Linked DNA regions of Hordeum vulgare: region 2 is linked to region 1. A link is a contact called in public Hi-C data. All regions are on one chromosome and are shown on one strand. The core of a region is the stretch at or near the end of the contact, and the rest is flanking DNA. Distances in the headings are between cores, read along the strand shown.

Region 1 (6,383 bases), core at 588-3,087:
TGCACATTTTCCATATTCAAATTTAGAGCAATAAAACACAAGTAGTGTGTTGTGTCTATGATGTAATCCTCCTGGACCAACCAAGTTAGTAACTTTGGGACGCTGCCATTAAACCTTACGAGAAAATGAAGGCAAAGGAATATTTATCGCCTTACCACCCTCGCATTACTCATCTTGCAATAGACATTTATAAACTATTTGATGTTATCTAGTATAATAGAATATCCAACATTTATAAATATTTATCACCAAAGATTAACTTAATATTTATCATTAAAGAATAACTTAATATTCCCATCTAGCAATATATATCTATAAACCATTTAGTGTTACCTAATGAAATAAAATATCCACCATTCATCCTGTTTGTTGTGTTCCACAAGTATGTTATTGCTATCACTAAAATAATAATTATTTTGCTTCTCTAAAATAAAAATTATTAATATTTTCATATGATGAATGTAAATATTGCCCAACTCCCATATCTTAATAAAGAACAATAAAATGAGGGATTCATGGGTTTTTGTTGTCAACTTTTGAGTGCAGTCAAGCCAAGATACTAATAACTTTGTTACTCCAAAATATAAAGGCAAACAAAAAATATATTGGCTCGACATGTGGATATGCTCCTCTCAACGCTCTCTCACTCAAAGAATGTCTCAATATTTCAATCTAGCAGTAAGCTTCTTTCTTCTTTAATCCATTTATGGTTACCATGGGAAAATAAAAACATCCAACATTTAAATGCACGCATTGCTTCTCAAACATCGTTATAGTTGTCACATAATGGATCATCATTTCTTTTGTTTCCAGTTACTAAAATCAGAATAGTAAAATGATAAACCCAAATTTGCCTATCTCCCATCTCTAAAATCAATGGACTGGGTCTCTAGTGTACCTCTCCCTCAAGTCCAACAAAGCTCGAATTATAGGGCACCACCTTTAAACCTCTCCAAACAACAAAGGGAAAGAAATATATGTATTGACTAACTCGCCTCACAGTGACTCAACATTCCCATATGTCAAGAAAGATTTAAACTATTTATAGTTACCAAGGAGAAAAATAAATATTCATCATTCTAATCTGCTAGTTGTTTATGAAAAGATGTCATCACATCAACAAAATTATGCTATATTTTTTTCAATATATAAAATCAATGTAATTTTATGACAAGATAAATCAAGAACCTGAATTTGCCCTCTCCATCTTTAAATTTATAGCAAGAAAGATGACTAGCCTCATGGTTTGCACTCTCATCTTTTTGAGCGAGCTAACCTAGTAATGGGAGTGTACCGACATTAAACTTCTTCAAATTATACAAAGTAAAAAAAATTGCCGTGTGACATAAAAGTTGATATGCCGCGGGTCGACGCTCTTTTATGTGAAGAATGACATATTCCCATCAAACAATTAGTGTTCCTAAACTATAGATAGTTATCAAAGAAAAGAAAAACAACAAATATATTTCTTGCTAATTAGAAATAGTATGGACGAACAACCGTTTCCTTTTATTTTTACTTTTGATCGAAATAAGGACGTGATAAGATAATATTTTTTGAGATAATTGACACTTCCTCCCGTTCATATTAAATATTGCTGATTTAGTAGAGTATTGCAGATTTAGTTCAACTTTGTACTACTATTAATCAGCGACATTTAATAGTAGATTCGGATTTGCCCATTTTTCAGCCCTAAGTTGGGAAAAATAAAAACGCGCAGAATGTCCTGGGTCCTGCTGTCATCCTCCCGGTCCAGCAAAGCTAATAACTGCAGGGCACTAGCATTAAACCCATCCCAAAACTAAAGCCAAAGAAAAAAAAATATAAAATCGGGCTCCCCTCTCCGTTCCTAGCACTCCACACTTCTCCCCTCCTCCTCCAGCTCCAGCTCCACCTCCACCTCAGGGTAGATCTCTCGGTGCTGACATCTCCGGCCACGGCGGCCGGCATTAGAAGCGGCGGTGGGATTCAAGGGAGCGGTGGCCGGGTAGGTAGGAACGGCGGTCCGCGGCGATGTATAAGAACCAGCTTCAGGAGCTGGCGCAGCGGAGCTGCTTCAACCTGCCGGCGTACACGTGCCTGCGGGAGGGGCCGGACCACGCGCCGCGGTTCAAAGCTGCGGTCATCTTCAACGGCGAGCAATTCGAGAGTCCCGGGTTCTTCACGACGCTCCGCCAGGCGGAGCATGCTGCCGCCGAGGTCGCCCTCGCCGCGCTCGCTCGGCGCGGCCCATCTTACTCCCTAGCCGCCCGCATCCTGGTAAGACCCCTTCCCCGCCTCTCCCCCCTCCCTCCATCCGCTAGCTTCTACTAGCTGTTCCTCTTGCTCCGATTTGTTCTGGGCGTTTCTCGAGTTTAACCTTTGCTCGTTAGCAACTGTTCGTGGTTGAATTTAAGGGAGCTTCTCTAGGGAGGGATTTAGCTGATCCTTCCATACAATTATTACTGCCACCATTGTTCTCACAACTCATTCCGGAATTCGCGTGGCTGATTAGCCATGTACTAGTACTACTCCTACTAGCTTATGAGTTCCACGCAGGGAAATGCAGGGGATTACGCAGAAATCTTGCACAAATACATGGTTTACCATGGTCTTTTTAGTTCGATCAGATTAGTTGCTTAGTCGTGGCTTCGAGGGTTTGTCTCGTTTGGAACTGGGGGCTCGGGGCCGCGTCAGCGGCATGACCGAACTCGGAGTGAGCAGTCAGCATGAAAAGTTCCGCGTCAAAAATCTCAGCGTATTTTTCCCTTCCCAAAAGGAGGATCCCCGCACAAAAAGTTGCCGATGAAGTACTAGTTCAGTTACTATTTTCCAAATTCATCTACGTATATTTAGCCAAAGTAATTTGTTCCCTCACTCCTACAGTGGAGTGATTTTTGAGAAAAAATTACTGTAGATACTAGCTCCCACTCTACGTAATAATGCAGTGCTACTAATAACCGCAATTAAGTGGCTTTAACTTATTGGTACGACAAGCCGCCCATCGGCCATCGATCCCCATTTCTTTAATCCGTCGTTAAATGTGCTCTCGCGACGTAACGGCGACGGATCCCCACCAATAATTTACAATCCAGCCCTGCTCTGCTCATAGGAGTTGGCGCTCGGGACGATTTTCCACCGGATTCGTCAGACCCTCGCGAGAAAGTCTTCGTAAGCCCTGATTAACATTAACTAAACCCGGGCAGTAATAATGGCGCATTAATGGGGGCCGAGTAAAATCCCGCCCGTATGAACCTGACCCGGAGCGGAAGCCGAGTTGCAGTAATGACTAGCCTTCCCGGTACGCGCGGTGGGAAGACGCCATGGGAACACGTTATACTGCTACGACCGATAGAGTAGTACTAATAAGAAAAGTGGCGGGTACACGGCTACGCATGTGCTCGTTTGACCTGACAGCGAACGGGGCGTGTGTGCGCCGAGTGCCGACTGGGATCAGCGGCCGTGCAGGAGATACTAATAAGATTAGTGGCGAGCAAAACTTTCTATCGTGGGGGTGGGCGTAGATTAGGTTTCGGTCTTCACAGTGGTGTGTATTAATGGCGAGGGGCGTGGGGGTGGGTGGGCCGGATTGAATGGGAGGCCGCCCGCACCTAACCCGGCGTCGCAGGTCAATGCGGATGGGCCCGGGGGGTTTAGTGGCAGGCAGGCCCCCACGCAGCCCACAACGAGGGGGGGGGGGGGGGGGGCATTGTGTGTGTGTTGCCGATCTTTACTGGCCACTACGGCGTTGGCGTTGGTGTCGCCGAGTGCGTGCGGTCAACTCAGGGTAGCCATGGGTGCGCCGCCGTTGCCTAGTGCGGGTGCTTTGGTCGCTTCTTTGTGTCTCATCTCTGGGAGGGAGGGAGGGAGGGAGGGACGGCGTGGGTGGGCGTCGCTGCTGCCTGCTGGTGCTAGTGCGGGCTGCCGTCGCTTTGCCCCCTGCCTTTTAGGCAGGCAGGATCCTGGTGCGGGCTGAGTGCGACCCGCCGACGCGTTCCTTCGTACACGGAGAGATTGCTCTGTGGAATTTTGGTGATTTGGTTCGAGACCAGCTTGTTCCCAATTGTGCCCCCCCTCCCTAAACAAGGTCAATGGTATTTCTGACCAAACTTCTTGTAAATGCTAGTCATGGATTTGTTTGGCTGAGGGGGTCTGGCTCTGCTGAATTGTGCATCCCTTGCGTTTACTGCCATTTGGGAATATTGCTAGTCAAATGTTAGGCAGGTCCCATTGTTGACTGCATTTAGGGTTTGACCTTTCAGAGTTTGGACTATGGAAGGAATTGGTATTACCATTCCACCGAGGCATGATTGTTAATCAAATATTTGTTGTACAAACGGTTATGACATCAATTGAAAATAAAAACATTAAAAACTTTCACGAAGACTTTAAACTCCGAAAGCGATGGTAAATAGTGATAGGGTGATTGCAGCCAAGTATTGAGCCATTGTTTCTACACAGTTAAAAATGTTACCATTAACAATTTCTTTAGAAAAATACTCCCAAGGTCCATTGATGTTATATTGGTAGATTTGTACAGTTCAAGTGACCCGGACTCCTTAGTCTAAGTGAGCTTCGTGATCAAGTACCTTCACCCTCCGGTCTTTTAGATGCTGGCTGGATTGCTACTATTTGTATCAGTAATTGTTCAATACTAATCTGTGAGAATTGTTTGCTTTTATTATCAGATGGTTTGTATCCAGAATCTGTCTACGTTTTATTTAACTCGCTTCTAAATGTGTGCCATTTTGCATTAGAAGATGAAGAATAATCTATGTTGTTTTGGAAACTACTCATGCTGCTTGGTTAGATTAATAGATATTCCATCATGTTAACGGCCTCTGTCTAATTAGCCAATAGCCATAGATAACTCAACGACCACTTCCTAATTAAACTTTTATAAACCGTAATCATTGCTGTTGAAGTATTAGATAGGCCAGCATTGTCTTAATTCAGAAGTCATCTTCCTTTTTAATTCTGAAAGCCTTCCTTCTTTGTGTGGTATTATTGCTTCTGTTCATGAAAGAGCATTAGCTGATCATTGTCTCTTAATCATTATTAACCTGTTTCCATGATTTCTCTTTGATCTTGCAAGTAGTGTCATGTATCCACAACTTCTACTCCTTAATCTGTTACATTACTTACTTCTGGTGGTACATTTATGTTAAACAGGATGAAACAGGGGTTTACAAAAACCTTCTACAGGAAGTAGCCCAGAGAGTTGGGGCGCCGTTGCCATCATATACAACAGAGCGGTCTGGCCTTGGCCATCTGCCAGTTTTCACATGTACAGTAGAGCTAGCGGGGATCACCTTTACAGGTGATCATGCTAAGAATAAGAAGCAAGCTGAAAAAAATGCTGCTTCTGCAGCCTGGTCTTCACTGAAACAATGTGAGTATTACTAGTATATTCTTTTTGTCTATTCATTGCAATACATTGTTCATTGAACAAAGAATAGTGTCTTTCCTTATCTGTGGTTTCTACTACTACCTTATTCGCCTAAAAGAAAGGAAACTTTTGTGATCCTAAATTTGTTCTTCAAGTCTAGGAAGCGAATGACCCATTCCTCTTGAGTTCTACTTCCTTTGTTCCTAAATGTAAGATCTTTTAGAGATTTCACTATGGACTAGATACGGATGTACATAGACATATTTTAGATTGTAGATTCACTCACTTTGCTCCGTATGTAGTCCATAGTGAAATCTCTAAAAGGTCTTATATTTAGGAACGGAGGGAGTAATAGTCTAGCTAGGTGCATTTGATATGCCATTTCACTTAGTAGAGCTTTCGTCTACTGGCTAAATGGACCATTAACTGAAGTATCTCTCATGCCTGCTTGATTTTATTTTGATGTCATTACAGCATCCATAAAATATGATTGGCAACATTTGACGAGTAACATTGTCATTACAGTATTACACAGCAGCACTCCGCTCATGTTATTTCCCTGTCTGACACAGTGGCACGCGAGGAAGCGAATTCGACCAACGAACCAGAGAACAATGATGAGCAGGAGCAGATCAGGATTGCCCGAGCCCTTCTCAACTACCGCCTGAAGGAGAAGATGGCGATGGCCAATAATCCCCATGCTTCACCATTTCCCAAGAAATTTCCCATGCAACCAGAGAGGAAGCCTTGTTTTGGTCAATCCTCTCAGTCCAGTTACTCGAAGATTCTTCCTCTATTCCGGCCGAAGTCCAGTTCAAGATCCAGACCAGAGTCACCAGCCGCGGCTGATGGAGCATCACCGTCGCCGTTCTGGCCCATTGAAAGCTCTAACTCAAGGTCGAGGTTTCCGGCGGCAGAAGCAGCCCCTTATGTCCCAGTTGGGCACTACCATATGTCTTGCCATAGTATGGCTCCTCCAGTTACAGTCAGGAGCTCTATCCCTGTGTTCTCTGCT
Region 2 (6,991 bases), core at 1,775-4,274, 200 kb before region 1:
TCTTTTACGAGCACTTCATTTGTGGGTTCGATCTGCCATCGAGAACATTTTTTTGGCGGTTCTGTAATGCCCAAGATGCGATCCTATCCTTATTTTTGGCACGAGAGCCTCGACAGGGATAGAAGCGCATCTCGTCATTTTGCAAGAATGGATATCGTTACAAGTACATGTACTAAAGAGATGAGTATATGGAAGAGATGAGTACAATCATCACACTCACGTCAAAGTATTGCATTACCTGTACTTGCAATTACTGTTGTAGTAATTTGTGAGCTACAGAGGACTCATAAATCTTAGTTCCAAAGGTATGAAGACTGGCAAAGCTTAATGGGTGAGGTATCGTTAAGTGGTGAGGCTGCATCAACCAACTAAGCATTTTATTTGAGGTGGCTAACTTACGAATACAAGAATAAAACGGGGATGATCTACGCATAGCGGACGTGAACTAATAATGATCAAATGAATGATCGTGAACACTTACTTATGTCAGACATAACCCCACCGTGTCCTCATTCGAAGAAGGAGCTCACGAAAGAGACAGTCATGGTTAATCACATCGTCGACAAGTTTTAATTAAGTTTACTTCAGGTTTGCTATGACTGGGTGTCAAACAAAGTTTCCAAGTTGCCACATAACCGTGGGCACGGCTTTTCGAAAGATTTATCCCTGCACGGGTGCTCCAACTAGTCCATCATAGACTACCACATGCTACATCGGAATAATCCTCATCCATGGAAAACCCGTGATCTACTCGGGTTCCTATTGGAAAACCTCAACCTCAAGATATCCCAAAGGATCCTCGGAATCCCTCGCACGAGATATTTTGTAAAAGATAAAACAAGTCCAGCAAGGACGCCCGACGTGTCGACGAACCCGATAGGAGCTGCGTATCTCGTTCTCTAGACATGAGAGATGAGCTAAGCGTATGGTGGCATGATAGACATCTCTTGAGTTGCCCTGGGTCGGCCCCGCATCGTGCTCTAGTTTGTACCAACACTCATGAGGAGCACTGGCCGGGGTTGTTGATTAATTATCCATGGGGTCCGTAAAGTCCCTATGCAATTGTATTAGGTTATTAGGCAAATGTAGTGCTAAAGTTGGGCCTTGCTAGACGAGTTTTAAACTAAGACGAATTTTCAAGGGGGTCCCCGTAACACCCCATGCATGTTAGGAGCGTTCAATTATGGAATATAACACCGGTTCACAAGTAACTAGGGTGGCAAAGATGGAACAATTAAAACACCATGCTAGAAGTCCGAGCCTTCCACCTTTTACCAAGTATATAGGTGCATTAAATTAAATAGCAACTAATATGGTGATATAACAAGGAACCCATGTTTTCACATGGAAGTAACCACACCTGCAACTAGCAATGCTATCAAAAGGTTGAGCAAGCGGTAACATGGTTAAACAAGGTTTTGCTCGGTTGTGGAGGGGTTAGAGGTTTTATGGCAATGTTGGGATGGTGACATTTAAGTGGTAGGCAGCGATACATGGCGAAAGAAATGAGACAACTAGCATGGCGATGGTAGTAATGGTATCTAGGGGAATGATCATCTTGCATGTGATCCCGCTTGCAAGAAGAACAAATCCGTGAAGCAGATGAACCAACGTAGTCGAACGGACCCTCACACTCCGAAGGGGTTCGGAACTCTACCGGGAAGAAACAATCCGGAACAACAATCAACACACAATAACACCACAAAATATGCACGACATGATGTGCAAACAAATATCATGCATGTACGGTTTAATTATACAAGGCACGACATGGCAATTCACAACATTCAAACACTACAGATTAAGTGAAGCTCAATATGCAACGAGTTGCATATTGACGAAACCCCACATTCAAATATTTAGGTCACTCTCGTTTAGGTATACGAAAATATAAAATGTTGTTTAAACATGGCAAGACGTGAAGCATAATTAAACTACCTATCTAGGCATATTAAATGAGGTCGGAAACAACATATAGTATTTCCAAAATGACTCCAGATGTTAATTTCTAAATTGGTTCAGATATGAACTAACACATTTTACTATTTGTTAAACAACAGAATAAAGTGGTTCATGTGATTCTACACGTCATTCTAGTTGATTTACATATAGAGATTATTTAAAATGGAGCTACGGTATAAAAAATATGATCAACACAAGATTATATGCCATGGATACAACATGCATGCAAATGACAGCCACAACATGTTCTTCACGGATGTAACAAGATATTATGAAGCTACATGGTATTCTAAGCAATATTAAATGAGGGCGGAACAACGAATAACAATTCCGGAAATTCCCTATATGCAAATTACAGTTTCGGTACTGTTCTTCCTACAACACAATTTTAGAGTTGGGAAACAGGAGAATAATTTCCGCCATGTTATTCTACACATTTTTTTGGCCAAGATGCATATATCATTTACTTAATTCAGAGCTACGATTATTTAACTATGAATTGAACCGTTTTAGCATGGCATTTAAAGAAAATTAAATGAAACAGCAAGTTAATCATTTTTACCATGGACGCAAGTTGGTAATTGTAAAACTATAGAGAATTCTAAGCATTTTACATGTTAAAATCATTTTAATCCAGTGCACGGTTAATTAGTTATGAATTAAACCATTTTAATATGGCATTACACAAATCTATGCAAACACCATGTTAAACGGTTTTAAATATGGATGAAAGTTTGATACAATTTATCTACACAAAATTCTACATAGTTTACATATCTAAATTATTTCAATCCGGTGCACGGTTGAAAGTTATTAGCATTTTAAGCTATGCACATTTTCTGGAAATCTGAAATTCCTAGGTTAATAGAAAAATCGCAGAACGCGAAAAAAATACAACGGGCCGAAACTGACTATTGGGACGAAACATGCTAGAGCGCTAGATAATTAAAATCTGCACGAGCAAGGAATAAGGGCAAAAAGGAGTTGGTCACCCACGGGGTTTGGGCCCAAGCGGAGGCCAGTTGGGGAGGAGGCGAACTGGGCCGCGGCGCCCAAGTGTGAGCTGGGCCGGCCTGGACAGTGGCTAGGTCGCATGTTGGGGCAGCCCACGTGGGAGGGAGCCGGCCCAGGTCAGGTCAGTGGCCAGGCGAGCGCTTGTTCGTGCTCCTCACGAGCAGGCCGTGGCGGCGGCACACTCCGGCGAGCGGCTCGGGTGCCCAGCGGCGAGGGGCAGGCGGGGCACATGGGTCTGGGACAGGGCGAGGACGCCAAGATCCGATGGATCTGGCGGTTGGCGGCGGCGGATGTTTGGCACGGAGCTCGCCCCGGCGTGGCAATGACACGGAGGCGGTCCGGCGCAGCGACGGCACCGGGCATGGTCTGCAGGAGGCGGCTCGGCGCTCAGGCAGGCGTTCAAGGACAGTGGCAGCGGAGCTATGGAGGCGCTGCAAGGCCGGTGGTCGGTGAGGCGGCGGGGGCGCAAGGTGCAGCGCGACGGTAACTCGGGCGTGGGCTGCTTGGGAGCTCAGGGCGGACGGGGTTGTGTGGTTGCCGGACGTGTCCGGTTTGACCGCGGACATGTCCGCTAGGTGGGGTTTTCTGGACGATATGAGCCCGAGATCTCAGATCTGATGGCTGAAAAAGGCTGGGGAGGCTAGGGCTACGGGATTTGGAGGGTTTGGTTTGCAGGTGAGGTTTTCTAGGGGGTGGCTGCAATTTTGGCTAGGGGGAACCCTAGTGGGTGAGAGAGCTCTCTCCACAAGGTGGGCTTATATAGCGAATGGTCTATGGTGGGATGGACCTCGTCCGTCCGATCACGATCCGACGACCACGAATGGAGCGAGTGGCTAGGTGGGTCTAGTGGGTTGTGTAGTTGGGCTAACTGGGGATGAGAGGGAAGTTTGTAGCCCATGGAGGAGTTTTAAACGCGAAAACGTCCGGGAATTAAACCGACAACGATTCCGCTACGTTCTATTGTTCGGGTATCAAACGAATTTCGATTGCGGTGAAATTTGGCAAGCGGCCTACCTACCTTACAATAAGACCGCACGTCAAGTTTCAACCCAATCCGAGAATATTTATACACTCTTTTAGAAACAATATTTTACCAGCGCCGCGGGCGCGTGCGTGTGTGGCTGGACTAAAATCGCTCAATGACAAAAACGGAGAGAACCGTCAACTAATAACTGATGCAAGTTTTGAAAACTGACGACAACAATGTGTCGATGCAATGCAGATGATGTGCATGATGCGATGATGAATGCGACAAACAAATAATTAAGAAGGTGACAACGGAATAAAAGAGGAATCTTCTCGGGCGTCGGTTCTGGGCTGTTACAGGTTCCTCGCCAAGTTCGGGATGTAGCCCCACCACCTTAGGGCCAAGTCCATCCTGCACCTTGCCACCTTCATCGCGCTTTTTGAGGGATATTTCGGGGTCGAGCGACGGCTCGACCTCTGGTGGTGGCTCTTTTACCTCAAGAAGCACATGGTGGAGCACAAGCGAGAGGGACGAAGAAGATGACCACTTGTGGGGCGTCCCTCGTCTACAACCGGCTCAGAACCGGCTTCCCCAAGCTTCCGCTTCAAAAGTCGGTGAAGAACTAGCAGCGCTCGTTCTTCTACATGAAGTATGTGGACCCGGCATTGGACCTCATCAACCAGCCCCCCTTCAACAACCGGTCGCCGACTTCACGACTACACTGGGGGAGAATCCACAGCAAGCCGTCGAGGTGGTGAACCGGGCGGTCGATCGGCTCCACGAGATGACCGGCACGGAGGGCCTTAAGGCCATTGACCTCATAACCACCATGGTGGCACGCCGAATCCTGCCTTAGCAGCGCCAGCCGCACCGCATCTGCATCATGTCGGGCAGGCACGGCCCGTTTCGGTTCTCCACCAAATAGTTGAAGTTGGTGTCCATTGCGAGGCTAGTGAACCTGATCACCACCGCCCGGCTAGAGGTGGTGGGTGGAATTGGGGCAAGGCCCCTTACAACTGGATACATCCGCCGCCTGAGGTACGCGACACACCGTCTCCTTTTGCCCTTGCTTCGTGTCGCTGACTCCGACTAACTCACGACCCGGATGGGTCGCAGATGTTTGCGGAATTGAAGAACTATGGGCGGTCGGCGGCCGATAGGGAGGATTCGGACATCGTGGATCCAGATGACTATGAGAACTTGGAGCCAACGAGCGAGAGACGGCTGGCGAGGAGCCGACAGGCGATGAGCTGGTGGCATGGAGTCGGAGGGCGAGGATGACCCCTATGGAGGATCGGGAGCCGGCGACTCCGAGCCAGCCAGTGAGTTCCCTTCTCCCTATCGCTTGTGAGACTAGACAAACAAGGATACGCTAACGGCGCATCGCTCCTGGAACATGACTATGCATTGGCCCTCAGCGACCCGGAGGGCAGCGCCAGCGATATGGACGACGAGGATACCGGCTCCAGTGCCAGTGTGTATGCCGACACCGAGGAGGCGGACATTGGTGCCATTGCCAGAGCAAACGACGCCTCCACCATCTAGAGACGCCTTCTTTTTCCTAATTTTGTTAGTACTCACCCACTAGGTGTTTAACTTTTTCATTTTTATAAACATCATGGTCGCGTGCCTGTTCCTTCATTCTAATATATGCATGCATTTTCTTGAACAACCATTACGTGCCGACTCGCCCGTTGCTTTCCTCCCCTTATATTTTTTTGTGCCCTTCCTCTTGTGGCTTTGGTCCCACCAACCAGACAGCCGGGACCTAGTCTGTGACTGGGACGGGCCCTCGGCCTTCGGGGAAAACTTCATAGTACTTGGGATCGAGGGATTCGAGCTAGGACAAGTGTGACACGGTCCGGCTGGAGAGGACCCAGAGAGCCCGAGCCGGCTGTCCTCCCTTAGGTGATTTTTATGTGCGAGTGCTTTCGACATCCGACTCTTGCGAGCCGGACAACCGGGAGCCAGGCCATAGCTGGAGCGAAGAGTGGTTTCGGCGTCTCGCACACAACTTGGCCCCTTTGAGGAGGGCTAGGCTCGGACTGGCCGGCTAGCCCCCGGGTCCGGGGAGCCGAACCCGAGTACCGGAAAAAAGAAAGACAGGAAGGCACTCCAGAGGGACAATGAAAAGGTAGCCCCCGAGTCTGGCTCATGGTACGTACTACATTCATAAAGCCTGAAAGGTGGGGGATACATACATACACTGGTTTAGTTGTAAAACAGGCGGAGGAGTGTCACGTTCAATGGGCGCTCCGTTTCCTTGCTGGAGGCATCTCTCTTGCGCTTCTGCGGCTTCTGGGCATCTATGAGGTAGTATGCGTTGTTGTGCAGCGACTTGCTGACGATGAAGGGGCCTTCCCATGATGAGGCCATCTTGTGTTGGCCAGCTGTCTGCTGGACCAGTCCGAGCACTAGGTCACCCTCGCGAATAGTGAGAGGTCAAATTTTCTTGGTGTGGTAATGTCGCAGCTTCTGCTGGTAAATTGACAATCGGCTCAACGCCAGTAGGTGTGCCTCCTCAAGTAAGCCGACGTCGTCTTCCCTTGCTTCATTGGCTTCTGCCTCCGTGTAGAGCGTCACTCGAGGCGACTCAAACTCGATATCTATTGGGACGAATGCCTCGGACCCGTAGACCAGAAAGAAAAGCGTGAACACGGTCAACCGGTTGGGGTCGTCCAAAGGCTCCAAAGCACGGCCGGCAGCTCGTCGATCCAACAGTCGGCCGAGCGCACGAGTGCCTGATGAGCCGGGGCTTTATGCGGGCCATATTGAGGACAATGGCCCGCTCCGCCTGGCTGTTTGATTGAGGGTGTGCCACCGACGCGAGGTCGAGCCAGATGCCCTGGGCAGAGCAGAAGCGGGCCAAAACTCCATTGCCAAAGTTGGTGCCGTTGCCAGTGATGATGTTGTGGGGGACGCCATTGGGTCGTCCAGCTTCTGGATCAGCCTTACCTCGACCCACTTGTTGAACTTGTCGACGGCCATGAGGAGGTGTGTCATGCCACCTCGCACCGTCTTTAAGGGCTCCACCATGTAGAGTCCCCA

Evidence for each region. A called contact is a pair of places that touch in the nucleus more often than the background predicts.
Region 2: a contact with region 1 is called in a Hi-C map of leaf, with 4 times the contacts expected there. The contact joins the enhancer-like site here to the promoter of LOC123431313 in region 1. A contact is called at or near these places in 3 of 6 Hi-C or Micro-C datasets (leaf and seedling).

What each region holds. Positions count from the first base shown.
Region 1 is chr1H:285,090,767-285,097,149 of MorexV3_pseudomolecules_assembly, reverse strand. It overlaps LOC123431313 (double-stranded RNA-binding protein 6), which reads left to right and starts at 1,837. Exons shown (of 3, transcript XM_045115138.1): 1 at 1,837-2,259; 2 at 5,152-5,371; 3 at 5,941-6,383. The coding sequence starts at 2,014.
Region 2 is chr1H:285,289,339-285,296,329 of MorexV3_pseudomolecules_assembly, reverse strand. No RefSeq gene overlaps it. Among protein-coding and RNA genes, the nearest start is that of LOC123431313, 200 kb to the right of the region's middle. Within about 2 kb of position 3,024, at least 3 of the 3 cell types and tissues checked have open chromatin away from gene starts, as enhancers often do. A contact at or near this core is called in leaf and seedling, where this site is marked.